Regions from separate parts of the Rattus norvegicus genome. Here all the other regions are linked to region 2. Evidence: chromatin contacts called from public Hi-C data. All regions are on one chromosome and are shown on one strand. Each heading gives the region's core, a stretch centred on a gene start, on an enhancer-like site or on the middle of the called end of the contact. The rest is flanking DNA. Distances are from core to core; before and after follow the strand shown.

Evidence for each region. A called contact is a pair of places that touch in the nucleus more often than the background predicts.
Region 1: a Hi-C map of the Rat2 cell line shows a contact between it and region 2, with 3 times the contacts expected there. The contact joins the enhancer-like site here to the promoter of Arl2 in region 2. A contact is called at or near these places in 4 of 12 Hi-C or Micro-C datasets (the A7r5 cell line, the Rat2 cell line, frontal cortex and 1 more).
Region 3: a Hi-C map of mammary epithelial cells shows a contact between it and region 2, with 2.5 times the contacts expected there. The contact joins the promoter of Cdc42bpg here to the promoter of Arl2 in region 2. A contact is called at or near these places in 2 of 12 Hi-C or Micro-C datasets (the A7r5 cell line and mammary epithelial cells).

The regions. Positions count from the first base shown.
Region 1 is chr1:213,055,581-213,058,280 of GRCr8, forward strand. It overlaps Cdc42bpg (CDC42 binding protein kinase gamma), which reads left to right. Exons shown (of 37, transcript NM_001130013.1): 37 at 1,072-2,184. The coding sequence ends at 1,128. Among named protein-coding and RNA genes, the nearest start is that of Men1, 11 kb to the right of the region's middle. Within about 2 kb of position 1,396, at least 5 of the 93 cell types and tissues checked have an H3K27ac peak or open chromatin away from gene starts, as enhancers often do. A contact at or near this core is called in the A7r5 cell line, where this site is marked.
Region 2 is chr1:212,874,077-212,876,776 of GRCr8, forward strand. Arl2 (ADP-ribosylation factor like GTPase 2) reads right to left here and starts at 1,290. Exons shown (of 5, transcript NM_031711.2): 1 at 1,195-1,290. The coding sequence starts at 1,259.
Region 3 is chr1:213,036,388-213,039,087 of GRCr8, forward strand. It overlaps Cdc42bpg (CDC42 binding protein kinase gamma), which reads left to right and starts at 1,449. Exons shown (of 37, transcript NM_001130013.1): 1 at 1,449-1,863. The coding sequence starts at 1,704.

The DNA of each region.
Region 1 (2,700 bases), core at 146-2,645, 180 kb after region 2:
ACGCCCGACCCTGATTCCCATCTCCCCACAGGGGTGCTGGGATTATGGACGTGAGCTGCTGCATCAGCTCTTACCTGGGCTCGTCTGTTACAGCTTTCAGGGTTGTGTGCTAATCATGCTCATCTGCTGAACATTCCTACCTGAGCCGTTTCCCAAGGCCTAGAAAGAAAAAAATTTTTTTGCAGTGCTGGGGTCAAACATAGAGTGTTGATTGTGCTAAGCATTGTTACTGAGCGAGCTATGTTCTTTCGGGAGTGGGGGTGAGGGGGTGGTGTTGAGACAGGGTCTCTCTATTTAGTCCTGGCTGTTCTGGAATTTGATATGTAGACTAGGCTGGCCTTCAGAGATGCAGCCTAAAGATGGGGAGGGAATCTTTGTCTGAGGTCTCGGAAAGACCTGACAGGCACTCACCCTCCAGCTACCCTCACCGTCCACTCTCAAATTCTCGCTCCTGCTGTTCCCTCTCCTTTGAATGCTTTTCCTGCCTTCAATGCCCAGGCTGCCCACCACTGTGACCTTTAAAGCAGTTGGGGACGTGGTCAGGTGTCACTGCCACCAACACAATCCTCTACCGTTTTGGCTCCTGTGCTGTGGCCTTCCTCCCTTCCTTCCTTCCTTCTTCCCCCCTTTCCTTCTCTCCATCCCTCCCTTCTTTCTCTCCCCTTTTAAAAAGGCTCTCATGTAGCCTTGAATACCTGATTCTGCTGCCTCCACCTTCTAGGTGCTGGGGTCACAGGCATGTGCCTCTACACCCAGTTTGCCTTGCTTTTTCTTCCATGCCTGTCTTTTGTTAGCTGTGGGGTCCATGGTGGTTGGGGTCAGCTCTCACTTTTCTGCCTTTGTAAAACACGGTTTGGGCTGAATGTGGAATGCAGTGAGTGAACAAGACACAGGGTTTGTTCCCTGCAGTTCTGGATTCTCTGAGGACTCCCTCACACCTTCAGTGTAGTTTCCTTTAGGGTCCTGCTACTGTAAGCGCTGGGTCCTTTGAGACCTCTGGGAGGCACTGGCACAATGAGAGAGAGAGACCTGTGTCCTTTCTCCCATCTGACTTCCTGTTCTTCCCTCCAGGTCTCAGAACGGCCCCGGAGTCTCCCTCCAGATCCTGAGTCAGAGGGCTCCCCCTGATGCCCTCTGGCAGTGCCCACCCCATTCCCAAGACAGAAGGAATGAGGAAGCAAAGAGCTTGAGGGATGCCATACCCGGCTGGTCCGGGACATGTTGAAATTCAGACTCAGGGAGAGCCTGGGTGGAGGGCTAAGAGCAAGGCGCGCCTGGGTCCCCAGGAGTGGGGTCTGGCTCCTGGCCCTATTCCTGCCATTCTCCTGGGCTTCCATCACAGCCTACACTGGCCTCTGGGAGTGCCACGCCTTTACTGCCCAGGGAAGATTGTGCCAAAGCTATGCTTCATAGGGCCAGGGACGCAGTTAGTCAGGGGAGGAATGGAGGGCGGGTCCTTGGGAGTGTGCTGGTGTCTTGTCTGCAGCCTGGCCCAGGCTGAGGCCGAGATGGAGCATGTGAGGTCTCTGCTCAGGGTCAGGCTGGGCTCTGGTTGACAAGAAAAGGATTGAAAAGAGAGAGTGAGGTAAGTGAGAGAGAGAGAGAGAGGAGAGGTGAGGGAGCAAAGGCAGCAGAGGAGGAAGTGATGGAATCAGGAGATGGATGCTAACTGAGAAAGAGGAGAGAAGGACAAAGCATGTAGTGAGGAGGATGCTGGAGAGACAGAAGGGAAGGAGGGAGAATGAGCCAGGGAAAGCCCGACCCAGGAGCTTTTCTCTAGGGTGGGGCTCAGGAGTGAGAGCAGGGCTATTGCTAGGTTATCCGTCCAGGAAAAATGGTTCCTAGGCAGGGAGGGGATGGGAGGGTATTTATAAGGGCTTCTTGGTGGGAGATAGACACCCTTCGGGGACCACTAAATATCTCCAGGCACACGTCGGCCCTTCCCAGCAGGAAGGGTCCTTTTCTGGAAGCTTCAACCAAGTGTATTAGGGGAACATAGGGGGCATTTTAATATTGATCACAGTCATTATTATTGTTATTATATTGCTATTTTTATTAAACCTCGCCCTGCTACAGTGTAGGGAATGAAAGAAGTATTTATCTCTTTGAATGCCACAGTCCCGGGATGGATGGGCTCTGATGCACCGAGATGTGGCAAGAAACAATAAAGCCAACTTTACAAGCTGCTGGCCTCCCCGCCTGGGTCTGTCTCGCTGTGCAAAAATGAGGGTGTAGAAGGAGGAGGAATGGTGGGGACCGTGCACAGATGAGAGCTTGGCCTCTGTGTGCATTTGCACGCCCTCAGCAAGACCACGGGGGCAACTTTGGATGGTCTCCAGGAGCCGTGATCTTGGGCGGATTTGTTGTTGTTGCTTGGTTCATTGGTTGGTTTTGGTTGCTGTCTATGTTTTGTTTTGTTTTAAATTTTATCTATTATTGGGGCTGGGGATTTAGCTCAGTGGTAGAGCGCTTACCTAGGAAGCACAAGGCCCTGGGTTCGGTCCCCAGCTCCAAAAAAAAGAACCAAAAAAAATTTTTTTTTATCTATTATTATATTTAGAGTACACTGTAGCTGTTTTCAGACACACCAGAAGAGAGCATTGAATTCCATATCAGATGGTTGTGAGCCACCATGTGGTGACTGGGAATTGAACTCAGGTCCTTTGGAAGAGCAGTCAGTGCTCTTAACCACTGAACCAT
Region 2 (2,700 bases), core at 40-2,539:
AGGCTGGTGGCTGCCACCTACCTAGCCAAGCAGTCAGGGATGGGGTCTTCCCAGGAATGTGCTTCTCTCACCTCAGCAAGTGGCTCCTTGTCCTTCTGATGACTCTGGCCAGAAACCAGTTCATGCTTGGCTTCATCTCCCTCATATGGTCCTCCCACCCGGCAGCAAGTCCTCCAAGCACCACTGTCATAATACTTCCACCCTGGTCTAAGTCACCAGCCTGTGGGCCTTTCATAGTACAGCTGCCTAAAGGGTCCCAGCAGGTGGGCTCTCCCTCACTCCAGCCCTTTCCTCCTCCTCTTCCCACCATGCCTGTCTTATCTACCCAGGACCTTGGCACTTGCAGGTCCTCTGCTTAAGTTTCCCCAGATATCTCTATTTCCCTTAAGTCTTTGTCCAACAGTTACTATCTTGCCATGGCCTTTGACCACTTGTGGACTATATTCTTCTCTGGCCACACTACACATTTTATTTGCTTTATCACTTTTTCTCTCCCCTCTTATCACCTGAAGTGAAGGGTTTTTTCCGTTTCCATGTGACCGTATTCCCTAACAAAGTAGGTGCTCAGAGGTCATCTAATGAGTGTCTTTCTCAGAATTGTCTAAAACAGTCGCGAGTAGTAAAGTTCTAAGTGTACATTAATTTCCCTCTGACACTTCGTGGATCGCAGATGCCTAACTGGCCTGGCACAGTGCAAGACGGGTGATGAAGGTGCCAGTTAATACAATGAAAGGTCGGCAGTGGCCCTAATTGACAGTTGGACCTGTGGCCAACCAGTCCACGCCTACCCGTGGCAGTCCTAAGGACCCTGGGATTCTGACCCTAAGGGAACCGCCAAGGCCTACACCGGTGGATGAAGGGGAGGGGGTCAGCGCCGGGGAGGAGCAGGGCCCATGCTCCGACCAGCCGGAGCGAGCGTGACGTCCGAGTCATCACCACTGCGTCGCGCCTCGCAGTGATACTGGAGTCCCCCGTCTAAGCCCGCTCTTGAGACCACCGGTCTGCCTTTTGCACGCCATCCCCCGCCCTGCAGAGTGGTATGGCCCGACCCGGCCCCGCGCCGAGCAGTGGTAGCGCCGCGTGCGTGACGCACCACCGGCAATGGGTACCCACGGCGGCCGCGCCCCCGCGCCCGGCTCCGCCCACCCGGCGGGCCCCGCTACCCTCGCGACCGTTCTGGTGCTCCGAGGATACAGCATGAGCAGCCGCAGCTCTCGCTCTTTCTGCTTCATCTTCTTCAGAATGGTCAGAAGCCCCATGATCCCGTAGCCCCCTCCCGGCCGCCGTTTCTTCTAGTCCCGGGACCCCGCTCCCGTTTCCTATTGGCTAGTCTGGTGCTTGGTTCCGCCTTCGTCATCACGTGACCACAAGAGTGTGGGGCGCCGCCCCCTAGCGGCGCGACAGCGAATTTGCAGTCTGCTGCCTTAACCCTTCTCTTCCAGAAAGCTGAAGGTCGGTGGACTCGGGAGAAGTCCCTAAGTCTTCCGCCTACCAGAAGCTGACTTTCTCGAGCTGTATCTCGTTTAGGTAGGGAATATACCCGCGAAGAGGTTCTGAGCCAGGAATCCAAAAAAAGAGCTTCACAAAGAGCTGATGAATCAACCGTGGACCGTAATATGGCCCAGTTACCCCGTGCATCTTGTGACTTCCATTATCCCCATTTGCCACTAACGGAGGATCCTGGTCCAGACTGTCAGAAATGACTCCATCCGTTTAGTTGAGGGGGATGACTCCCCTAGGGACCATTTCTAAATGTGCGGGCAGTATGGGCTCCTTGGGTTATTTAGAGTTCTAAGCTCCCTGCCTGTGGTGCAGGAATCAGACCCGCACAAAGGATTGATTACCCTGCCTAGGACCCTGACAGGTTGAGAAGCTCTATTCCAACTGTTAGGATAAAACTGGCGAGGCGTGGTAGTGCAGATGTCAGTCCCAGCACCAGGAAGGCAGAGACAGGAAGATCTCTGAATTCAAGGCCAGCTACGGCTAGTAGTCAGACAGTAAAGAGACCCTGTCTCAAAAAACAAAGAGATAAAAAAACCTGAAGCCCACCTGGTGCTTAGCCTCTTGGCCGCCGGCATGTAATAGGTGTACAGTCAGAATATCTTTAATAAATGACTTTGACCAAGAGTTCGTTTTTAAAAAATAATTTACTTTGCTGGTCGTGATGGCACATACCTTAAATTCCAACACCTGGAAAGCAGAAGCAAGTGGATCTCTGTGAGTTTGAGGGCAGCCTGATATATATATATACTGTGTGTGTGTGAGTGTGTGTGTGTGTGCATGCGTGCGTGCATGCATGCGTCTATGTGTGTTCCAGAACAGGAACGACTACACATACTGAGTGCCTGTCTCAAAACAACCATTATTATCAGTGTGTGTGTGTGTGTGTGTGTGTGTGCGCGCGTGAGTGTGGCTGCACATACCACTTTGTGGAGCTGATTCTAACATTTTTATGTGAACTCAGAGCATCAGACTGTCTCGGCAAGTGTTTTTTATTGGTGAGACTTCTCATGGGCCCAAAGAGCTAGTTTTTCTTTTAGTCCTCCCCTTGTCTTTTTGACTTGTTGTAACAGGGTCTCAGGCAGCCAAGGCTGGCCTTAAACTCAGTGTGTAGATCAAGATTAATTGGAACTCTTTCTTCTCAAGTATAGGTTGGTCCACCATGCTCAGCCCATTTTATAATGGGGTTTACTTTTTAAA
Region 3 (2,700 bases), core at 199-2,698, 160 kb after region 2:
TCAGAATCTCTCAGGTGAGAACCAATAGGCTCCCTCCATCAATCGCCCCTGTATTCTAAGCACCTAGGAAGTTGAAGCAGTACACTTGGGAGTTCAGGGTCACTCTTGGTTACATAGTGTGTTCCAGATCAGCCTAGTTTATATGAGATGCTAAAACAACAACAAAAACAAAAACATAAATCCAAACTCCAGCCTGCCCTCCCCTATCCTCCCTTGGCAGGGCCTTTGCAGCCTAGCATTGAATTTGAATCCTGAGTCTCCTTGCCAGCCTGATTGTTCTGAGAAAGAAGTGCATGCCTGTGTTTTCCCCATTTCAAATGGTGGACCCCATAGAGAAGGGGCTTCTGTAAAGATCAAACGAGAGATTTGCAATGTTTTGCTTCTTTATTTTGTTTTTTGTTTTTTTCTAAGACAGGAACTCTGTGTAACAGCCCTAGCTGTCCTGGAACTCACTCTATAGATTAGGCTGAACAGGACTCAGAGATCTGCCTGTCTCTGCCTTCTAAGTGCTGGGATTAAAGGTATGCACTCCCACACCACCACCCCAACATACCCCTACAGTGTTTCTAAACCCCCTGTTTAACGCGATTTGGGTGTCCCACTCACCTTGCCCCTGCAAACACTCAGACTGCTTCCTCCCTCAATGCTGATAACTTGATCCTGTCAGGTCTCGAGCTTCCAGTCTGGAAAGGGAGGCAAGTCCCCTAAAGAGGTCTTCTAATTAATGAGTTGTTTAAAAGACACCAGAACACCCTTCCCTTTGATATCTGGTCTGCCCCGGTCAAAGCCAGCACAGCTGGCTACAACTGACCAGAAATCAAAAACCTCGTTGGACACAGCCAGCACCTCCTCCTACTTTGCCTCCATCAGCTCATCTCGGATTTCTTGCGACCTCCACGTTCCAGTTCAGGGCTTTGTTGCCGCCAAAGTCTTAAAACTAGGTACCACCTAAGTCCACACGAGGATCTAGTTACAGAGACCCCTACCCTCAACCTTCAAAAGCCTCAGTGTATTCATCTGCTTAATGAGTGTGCTCATACTACCTTAACTACATGTCTCTGGGTTAGTTTTAAGGATATAAAGGAGATCAGAAACTTTGGGGGGGGGGTAGGTGGGTGTGTTGCCTTAGCGCCGCTTGCAAACCCCGGCGAAAGCGGACTACAACTCCCATCCGGCTCCAGGGCTGCAACCGTCCCTAGCCCCTCTGGCCTGGCTAAGGGACAGGCCGCTGGCCGGGTCGCGCGGGAAGTTGCGGTAGGTTCCATCTAGGGTAATGTCTCATGAGGATCTAGGTGGGGCTGGGACTGGGGTGGCAAGGTCATCAGGGGATCTTCTTGTGACCCCAACGGACCCCCCCTCCAACCCCGCCCCAGAGTTACTTTTCGTGGCCCGCCCTCCCACTTCCTGGACGAGGGTCGGCCCCGCCCCCGCGCGCCTCTACCTTCCCACCTTCACCTTCAGCCGCGGCTCCCATTGGCCGGCGCGCACCTGCCTGTCCGTCGGGGGCGGGCTTGGAGGGCGGGGCGGGCGGCCAGGTGAAGGAGCGCGGGTGTCGACGGAGGAAGGTGACAGCGGGGAGGGCGGGAGGGAGGGGGGAAGCCGAGCAGGACGAGCTGCGGAACCACGGACCGACCGCCGGACGGACGGACGGGGCATGCGGGCGGCCTGGCTCTAGCCCGGGTTACGGGGCTCCAGCCGCAGCCATGGAGCAGCGGCTGCGTGCGCTGGAGCAGTTGGTACGGGGCGAGGCTGGTGGCAGCCCGGGGCTCGACGGCCTCCTGGATTTGCTGCTGGGGGTGCACCAGGAGCTCAGCAGCGCCCCCCTGCGCCGGGAGCGTAACGTGGCGCAGTTTCTGAGCTGGGGTGAGTGGTCAGGGCAACACCCGGGAAGGGAGGCTGGAGGGACAACGCCTGGAGCTCTGTGCCCCCAGACCTTTTCCCGGGAATGGCATACTCCAGAAACTTCCTCCTGAAGATGCACTAAGTCCTTGCGCTGTATCTAACGCTTGCCATCGGACTCCACGGCGTGCTCACTCACTTGCACCTTACTTCAAACTCCCAGATACAGAGCCAAGTACACAATGCACACTTCACACATACTCTCATTTCATTCCCAGCTACAGACCCCAGACATGTTGCCAATACACATCTTTCACAACGGTCACCTACAGGATTCCTTGGTCACACGTCACACCCAGAACATACATTCAAGTGGACACCCGTTTTGTGTCACATAAACAAACATACAGACTTTCTCAATTCCATCGTTCTTCAAGGGATGGGCACTTTTTTTCTGGGACCCCTCTCACCTGTCTAGCTCAGTCACAGACACGCACAAATCCTCGTCCTTCACCTTGCAGGCAAATTTCCTTCAATCTCTAGCCGGGACTAAGAACCACCCTCAGCCCCTTTGGATGACTTGGGGTCTCATTAGAAGTAGATCTGCACCCTTTCCTATTTGATTCATCTGAATCCCTGGGAATGACTGACCTAGGGTGACCCTAAGCCCATTGTGGGCACTGGTACCAGCACAAGGGTTTCCTGGACACACCTAGCCAGGCTTGGTGGGGAGGGCATAGGAATTGGGCCTGGAGAGTGGGGTGTTTGCCCAGTAGGCAATCAAAGTTCCTGGCCCTCCTGAGCTATGGGCAGGCACAAGGCTTGACGTAGTATGGTTGGGGGTCTGCCATCCAGTCCTGC